Linked DNA regions of Ovis aries: region 1 is linked to region 2. A link is a contact called in public Hi-C data. All regions are on one chromosome and are shown on one strand. The core of a region is the stretch at or near the end of the contact, and the rest is flanking DNA. Distances in the headings are between cores, read along the strand shown. Region 1 holds the start of RHOF (ras homolog family member F, filopodia associated). Region 2 overlaps HPD (4-hydroxyphenylpyruvate dioxygenase).

Region 1 (3,095 bases), core at 589-3,088, 37 kb before region 2:
GGGCCACGCCTTTGGGAATTACTCAGCCACCTTTGGCTTTGCCAGTTCAAGGGGCTGGCCCTGTTCTGGGGGCGGCCCTACACGGTGTTCATCCAACAAGAGAGGTTCCTTAGGGGCCACTCGAGGGGGGACACACCCACAAAGTCAGGAATACAGAAGGACCTGGGTCTGGGAGAGCCCCTTTCCCGAACCTTTCCAGGGTGGAATGACAGATGCTACTGGTTGCCTTATGGAGAGGCGCACAGTGGGGTGGGGGATTTTGGTCTCATCCAAGGGCAGTTGGAAGACTTCACTTTATACAGACAAGGCTTGGCTGACAGGGCACCTGACGACATGGTTCCACACAAGTCATTAAACCATCACAGAGGCTGGGTGAGGCCCCAACTGGGGATCCTAACCTTTGCTCCCCAATGTTGATTCAGCCCAGAGGGGAGTCGGGGCATGAGGTAAGCTCCTCGAGGGTACCAGCAGCAGCAGTGTTACTGGAATCTTCCCATTGGCTGTGCTCCTCCCACCATCCCCCAACAATAGGGACGCTGAAGACTGTGAGGGGATCTGCACCAATACACTTGTCTTGGGAGCTGCAGGTGGCAGAAAGAACCTTATTTGGACCTACATCTCCTAGAGCTCTGCTCCTTCTTCAGCGCCAAGAAGAAACAGAAGTGTAGCCACAGAGTCCGAGAACCACAGGCTCAGAATGACAGACCACAGAATTCCAGAGCCAGGCCCCACAGTCCATGGAATCCCAGAAACAGGGGACTCGGAATTTATAGCTACAGGGCCCTAGAGTCTCAGGACTGTCAGCCACAGAACCCTGGCATGACAGGCTCTGATCTGAAGCCCAGAGTATTCTACAAAATAGGACCCAGAAATGCAGCCTACGAATCCTTAGCAGCAGGGGACTCAGATCAGCAGCCCACGGAATCTTAAGAGACCACAGCATGTAACACACGACATCCTGGAATCTTGGTAAACAGAAACAAAACCCACGGTTTTCTAGAACCACAGGAGAGGAACGACGCTGTGAGCCTTCAGAACATCAGCACTAGGAGGGCAGCGCAGAAGCTCACCTCTTCCAAACACCCTCCTTTTACAGATGGGGTGACTCTGTCCGGCTTCCAGCACCACCCAGCCAGGCGGTGGTGAACGGGTTCCCAGCCAGCTCCTCTCGAGGAGTGACGGGATGTCGGGGTCCGGAGAGGCAGGAAGGCGGGCGGGATGGCCCAGCGCGGGGATTCCCCTCAGGGGGAAACCCTGCAGGCGGACCCTAGGACCCTCTCCGCCCAGACGCACTCACCGGCGGTGTCGTAGAGGTTCAGGGTCACCTCCTTGCTGCCCACGGTCACGCTGGCTGTGTACTTCTCGAACACGGATGGGGCGTAGTGCTGTCGGAGAAGGGGTCATGTCGGTTTTTAAGGGGTGCAGCGGGTGCCCAGATTCCAGCTGGACCCCCACCCCTACCTTCCATCTTCAGCCGATCTCGCTCAGCCCCACACCCCTACTCTGCTGGGCTCTGGAATTCCCGAGGGGGCGCCCCTGGGTGACGGCCGCCTCTTCGTAATCAGGATGCCAGGGACCTGGGGTCCGGGCTCGGGGCGCAGGCTGAGGTCCTCCCGTCGCCCCTCGTGGTCCCAAGTCCTTCCCCCAATCCCGCCCCCAGCCTACCTGCCTGCAGCCCCCCCGGCGAGCCTCACCTCGGGGAAAGAGCCCTGGCTGTACACCATGAGCAGCGAAGTCTTGCCGCAGCCGCCGTCGCCTACGATCACAATCTTCAGCTCCTTCCGGCCGGAGCCCGGGGCGGCGGTTGCGGCCGGGGCCGGGGCCCCAGCAGCGTCCATAGCCAAGAGCCGGCAGCACTGGCAGCCGCTCCGGGGGTAGAGCGCCGGGGTTGAGTGATCGGAGGCGGGGTGGGAACTGACCCAGGGGCGGGGCTAAGAGAAGCCCCGCCCTCGGCACCTCCTCCGCCAGGCAGCCAACCGGACTGACTTGTCTCATTCCCAGGGAAACTGAGGCAACTGAGAAATGGAGAGCTCGGCGGCAGTGGCAGCTCCCATCTCCCCTGCGCATCACTGTGCGCCCCTCACCGGCAAGATCCGATCGTTTCCGCCTCTTCCCGCCCGGCATCCTTGATTGGCAGGCTGTCTTCGGGCAGAGAGCCTTTGATTGGCCGATTTGACCTCCCCATTGGATCGCATCCTTTTGATTGGCAGGATGTCCCCAACATGCCGGTTTGAAGAGCCTTGGTCTCAATCGCTAGGAAAAAGCCCCCACCTGCGCCTCGCCCCAGTTATATGGCCTTGGGGAAGTCCGCTCTGACTGCAATTTCCCCCAGAAGGTAGCATCGGCGGTGCCCAAGATCCTAGCATGAGGGTCAAGTCGGCCCACCTGATCGATCTGGGAGTCTGGGAGTCCGTGTGCGGGCTGGGGAATAGCAGTCCTGCTTACCTATCACCCCACCTCCCAAAGGTGGAGGTCTGGCGCCCTCTGCCGGGCGATGGCATCGGCGCGGCGACTTTGGGAACAAGTGAACAGACCCAGAACAATGTCCGCGTGGCCCCAAACCACGCGGGCGGGAGCCTCTTTCTAGCAAGGCCCAGAGGCGTGAGCAGAGAAAGACTCCATCGAGGAGGGGACAGGAAAGGCCAGGGTAGATGTAGTTGCGACCAGCTGGGTCCCCTTTGGTCCACTTCAGACTGATTACCCCCACCTCCACCAAGACAATTTGTTTTTTTCCAGACAGCAGAAATACCTATCCTTCTCAAGCTGTTTCCCTGACCCTCCTACCCCATGACCACAATGGCTATTTGCTGAGCATTTACTCTGGATGAGTACTCTCAGGGAGGCTGGCTGAAACCACCCTGCCCCCATCCCTCCTTGCACTTTGGGCTGGGCTTTGCACAAATTAGGCCAGTGGTCCGGAGGTGCAGAGGGGTCCCGAGGAGACAGGCACCAGGGCATGGTTAGGTGAGAAAGCAGGGTCTTTCCCAGCTAGGATAGGATCTCTGATAATTTCCTCAGAGAAGGGCTGGCAGGACTCAGGATCTTCTTGCCCCCACCCCGAAGGCTCCCCATTTTCAAGCACTCAGCAAGGATCA
Region 2 (3,541 bases), core at 849-3,348:
GCCAGGTAGACTCAGGCGAGAGCCCCTCACCCCTCTCTAAAAAAGAGCAAGCACATAGCACTGATGTGCCAGCCACAGTGTGAAACATCTTTGACGTTAAACTCACAGTAGTGCAAGCGCTAGGAGGTATTATCCCCATTTAACAAGTGAGGGAAACTGAGGCACTGAGGGACCAAGTAGCTTGCCCAAGGTCACATAGCTAGCAAGCAGCTGATGTAGGTATGAACCCAGGTAGTCAGAAGCCCGAGCGCACCTACAGCCTGTGCTCCTCAACAAGAGAAGCCACCGAAATGAGAAGCCCACCCACTGCAATGAAGAGTAGCCCCTGCTTGCTGCAACTAGAGAAAACCCTTACAAAGTAACAAAGACCCAGTACAACCAAAAAGAAAAAACCTGCCTGGTTGTCCAAGTAGAACCAGAATCTTAGAATTTGTATGTGAAATATCCCAATCTTCTGAAATGTTGACTTGAATTTGTTGAAACCAGGCAGATGATATAAATACATCTGTGAGCCAGCTTTGGCCCATAAGCCACCAGTTGGCAACCTCCTGTGTCACAGAATTTTCCTTCTTTGCATAAACCACGGGGAAACGGGGAGTGTATTTTTAACCAGCAGCACAGGCCTGGGAGCTGCCATTGTTCCTCGGGTTTCTCACTGCTGTTCTTTTCATTCCTGAATTCATAGTCCTAGAAGCCCGATTTTCTATAACCTGACCCCCCCCCCAAAAAAAAGTCATCCCAACTCCTTCATTATATCAACTGCAATGTTTTTGCTTACACCGGCTTATAGTTTTGATCTGACTCCTCCTCAGTGGGGGCTGTCAAGCATCAGAAGCAGAAGAGATCCTATTTGCCCCCATCTCCTCTTCTCTGGTTTTGAAGAAAATTTTCCTTCCAAGTGTTTTAGGACCAGTAGCTCCTTTCCCAACTGTATCATTACTTTGCAAGGGCCATTCATTCACACCTGAGTATGAACCAGCCTCTTTCCAAATGGAATGTACACTAGGATCAGGGCTCGGGGGAATGGGGCTGCATTTGGGAGTGGGGTTGGGGGCACTAGGGTCTGCCTTTCTGAGTGTGTGCTCAGTTGCTGTGTTGTGTCTGACTCTTTGAGATCCCATGGACTGTAGTCGGCCAAGCTTCTCTGTCCATGGGATTTTCCTGGCAAGAATACTGGAGTGGGTTGCCATTTCCTCCTCCAGGGGATCCTCCTGACCCAGGGATCAAACCCTCGTCTCTTGCATCAGCAGGTGGATTCTTTATCACTGAGGGTAGAGGGCAGAAGCTGAAGGGCTCAGATCCCTCCTACCGGCTCTCACATCAGGAGCCAAGTCCCATGGTTGAGCAAGTATGATGCCCCCAGGTCCTTTAGCCAACACCTCTCTGTCCAGAAGTTTGGGCTTCAGGCAGCAAATTTGAAGACAGTTCATCCTTAGAGATCATAACACCATTGGACAGGATGCTGCCAAGCAATGTTGAACCAAGCGATGTCTTTACCCTTGCTGTACCTTTCTCCTAGGATGCTCTTTCCCCAGAGTTTCCCATGGCTGCTTCCCAAATATCACCTCCCAGAGAGCCCTTCCCTCGACCGAAATTGGCCCTCCCTCCGACCCTTACCTCTACACAAGCTCATCACTCGCTTTATTTTCTTTTTGGCTCTTAGGAATAATGTTGCTATGATCCTTTGGGTATGAGTTTTTGTGTGAACAAGTTTTAATTCTCTTGGGTAGATACCCAGGAGTCAAATTGCTGGGTCATATGGTAACTCGACTATTAACTTTCGGAAGAACTCTCCGAAAGAACTCTTCGGAAGAACTTCAGCATTTACCACAAAAAGACATTGTCTGTGTTTTCCTTTAGAGTGTAAGCCCTCTTCACTCTGGTTCCATAACTCCCCTCCAACCTACTTGGTCCTACTTAGCACAGGGTTGCACCAGGCGCCTCCGAAGCTTCTGAACCCGTGAAGCGGACGCCTCCTACAGCGCTGCCGCCTTGAGCTCCCCCTGGCGGCCGAAGGACGTCACTGCTCCAGACCAACACAAACGCGTGGACACTGCCTTGGACTCTGCTTTGCTTTATACCCGAGGACAAGAGAGGTAGAGGCCCCAACGAAGGGGCATGGTAAGTAGTGGGCGGAACATTTAGTGTGTGTGGGAGGGGTCCAGGAGTCGGGTAGTGGGCGGGGCCTAAAAGGGCGTGATCGCTAAGGAGGGCTCCTTTCAGCTCCAGTAGAGTGGGCGGGGCACAGGGCGACGGGGCGTGGTCCCCTGCGACCCGCTCCTGAAGGTGGGCAGGGCCTCGGTGGCTCTTGCGGGACCTGCGGCGCCTACATGCTGGACACAACCCCGTTGGGCTCCATGTCGGTGAGGTTGCCTCGCAGGTCCTGCTCCTCCTCAAAGGCCTTGAACAGTGAATTGAAGTTGCCGGCTCCAAAACCCTGGGGCGGGAGAAAGGAGATGAGCTGCGGGGCCCAGAAAGCCACCCGCCGAGGACAGGCGGTCCTTAGTGGTACCTGGTGATTGTGGCGCTGAATGACTTCCAGGAAGAGCGTGGGCCGGTCCTGCATGGGTTTGGTGAAAATCTGCAGGAGGTAGCCTTTCTCGTCGTAGTCCACCAGGATCTTCAGCTCCTAGGTAGGAGGCAGGGGACTAGGTAAGGGGCAGTCTGGCCCCGCCCCAGCCTGAAATGGTGGGATTCTTAGAAAGGCCATGGGGGTTCCCGCACCCCCAAAGCCAAGAAAAGACCATTTTCTGCAGCAGTTCCAGACACTTCCAAATAGATCCCCCAAATGTCCTCTTAGCACCTCCCCACTTCAGCCCCTGTGTCAGCCACCTAAGGCTGGTGTGGACCACCCAAGTACCACCCACACAGCTCTCCAGTGCTTCTGCTTTTGTCTCCTTACAATCCATCTTCCACACAGACAGAAATCTTTTAGAAATCACATCCCCTGTTTCCATTCGGCAATGGAAACTAGAACTCTCCTATGTGGCTGCTGGGAATGTAGAATGGTACAGCTGCTGTGGAAAACAGTCTGAGAGTTCTTCCAAAAGTTAATAGTCGAGTTACCATATGACCCAGCAATTTGACTCCTGGGTATCTACCCAAGAGAATTAAAACTTGTCCACACAAAAACTCATACCCAAAGGATCATGGCAACATTATTCCTAAGAGCCAAAAAGTAAAAACAAATATCTGTCAGTGGATGAATGGATAAGCAAAATGTGGTCTCTTCATCCAATGGAATATTATTCAGTTTTATAAAAAGGAACACAGCACTGACACAGGTGTCATGGATGAACCTTGAAAACTTTATGTTGAGTGAAAGAAGTCAGTCACAAAAGGTTACATAGTATATGATTCTATTTATATACATGTTTAGAAGAAAGCAACTCTATAGAGACAGAAATCAGTGATTACCTAGGGCTAGGGGTGAGGAGAAGGTAGATGGAGAGATTGGGAGGTGGTGGCTAAGAAGTCTGAGGTCTCTTTTGAAAGTGATGAAAATGTTCCAAAATTGATTTTGATGATTGTTGCATAATAT

The links. Hi-C and Micro-C count contacts between places; a contact is called where the count stands out from the background.
Region 1: a contact with region 2 is called in a Hi-C map of skin fibroblasts, with 4 times the contacts expected there. The contact joins the promoter of RHOF here to the enhancer-like site in region 2. A contact is called at or near these places in 8 of 16 Hi-C or Micro-C datasets (blood, mixed tissues, omental adipose tissue and 3 more).

The regions. Positions count from the first base shown.
Region 1 is chr17:53,539,624-53,542,718 of ARS-UI_Ramb_v3.0, reverse strand. RHOF (ras homolog family member F, filopodia associated) reads right to left here and starts at 1,838. Exons shown (of 5, transcript NM_001127285.1): 1 at 1,695-1,838; 2 at 1,298-1,385. The coding sequence starts at 1,838.
Region 2 is chr17:53,502,143-53,505,683 of ARS-UI_Ramb_v3.0, reverse strand. HPD (4-hydroxyphenylpyruvate dioxygenase) reads right to left here. Exons shown (of 14, transcript XM_004017344.4): 13 at 2,513-2,629; 14 at 2,059-2,437. The coding sequence ends at 2,327. Among named protein-coding and RNA genes, the nearest start is that of HPD, 12 kb to the right of the region's middle. Within about 2 kb of position 2,098, at least 7 of the 54 cell types and tissues checked have an H3K27ac peak or open chromatin away from gene starts, as enhancers often do.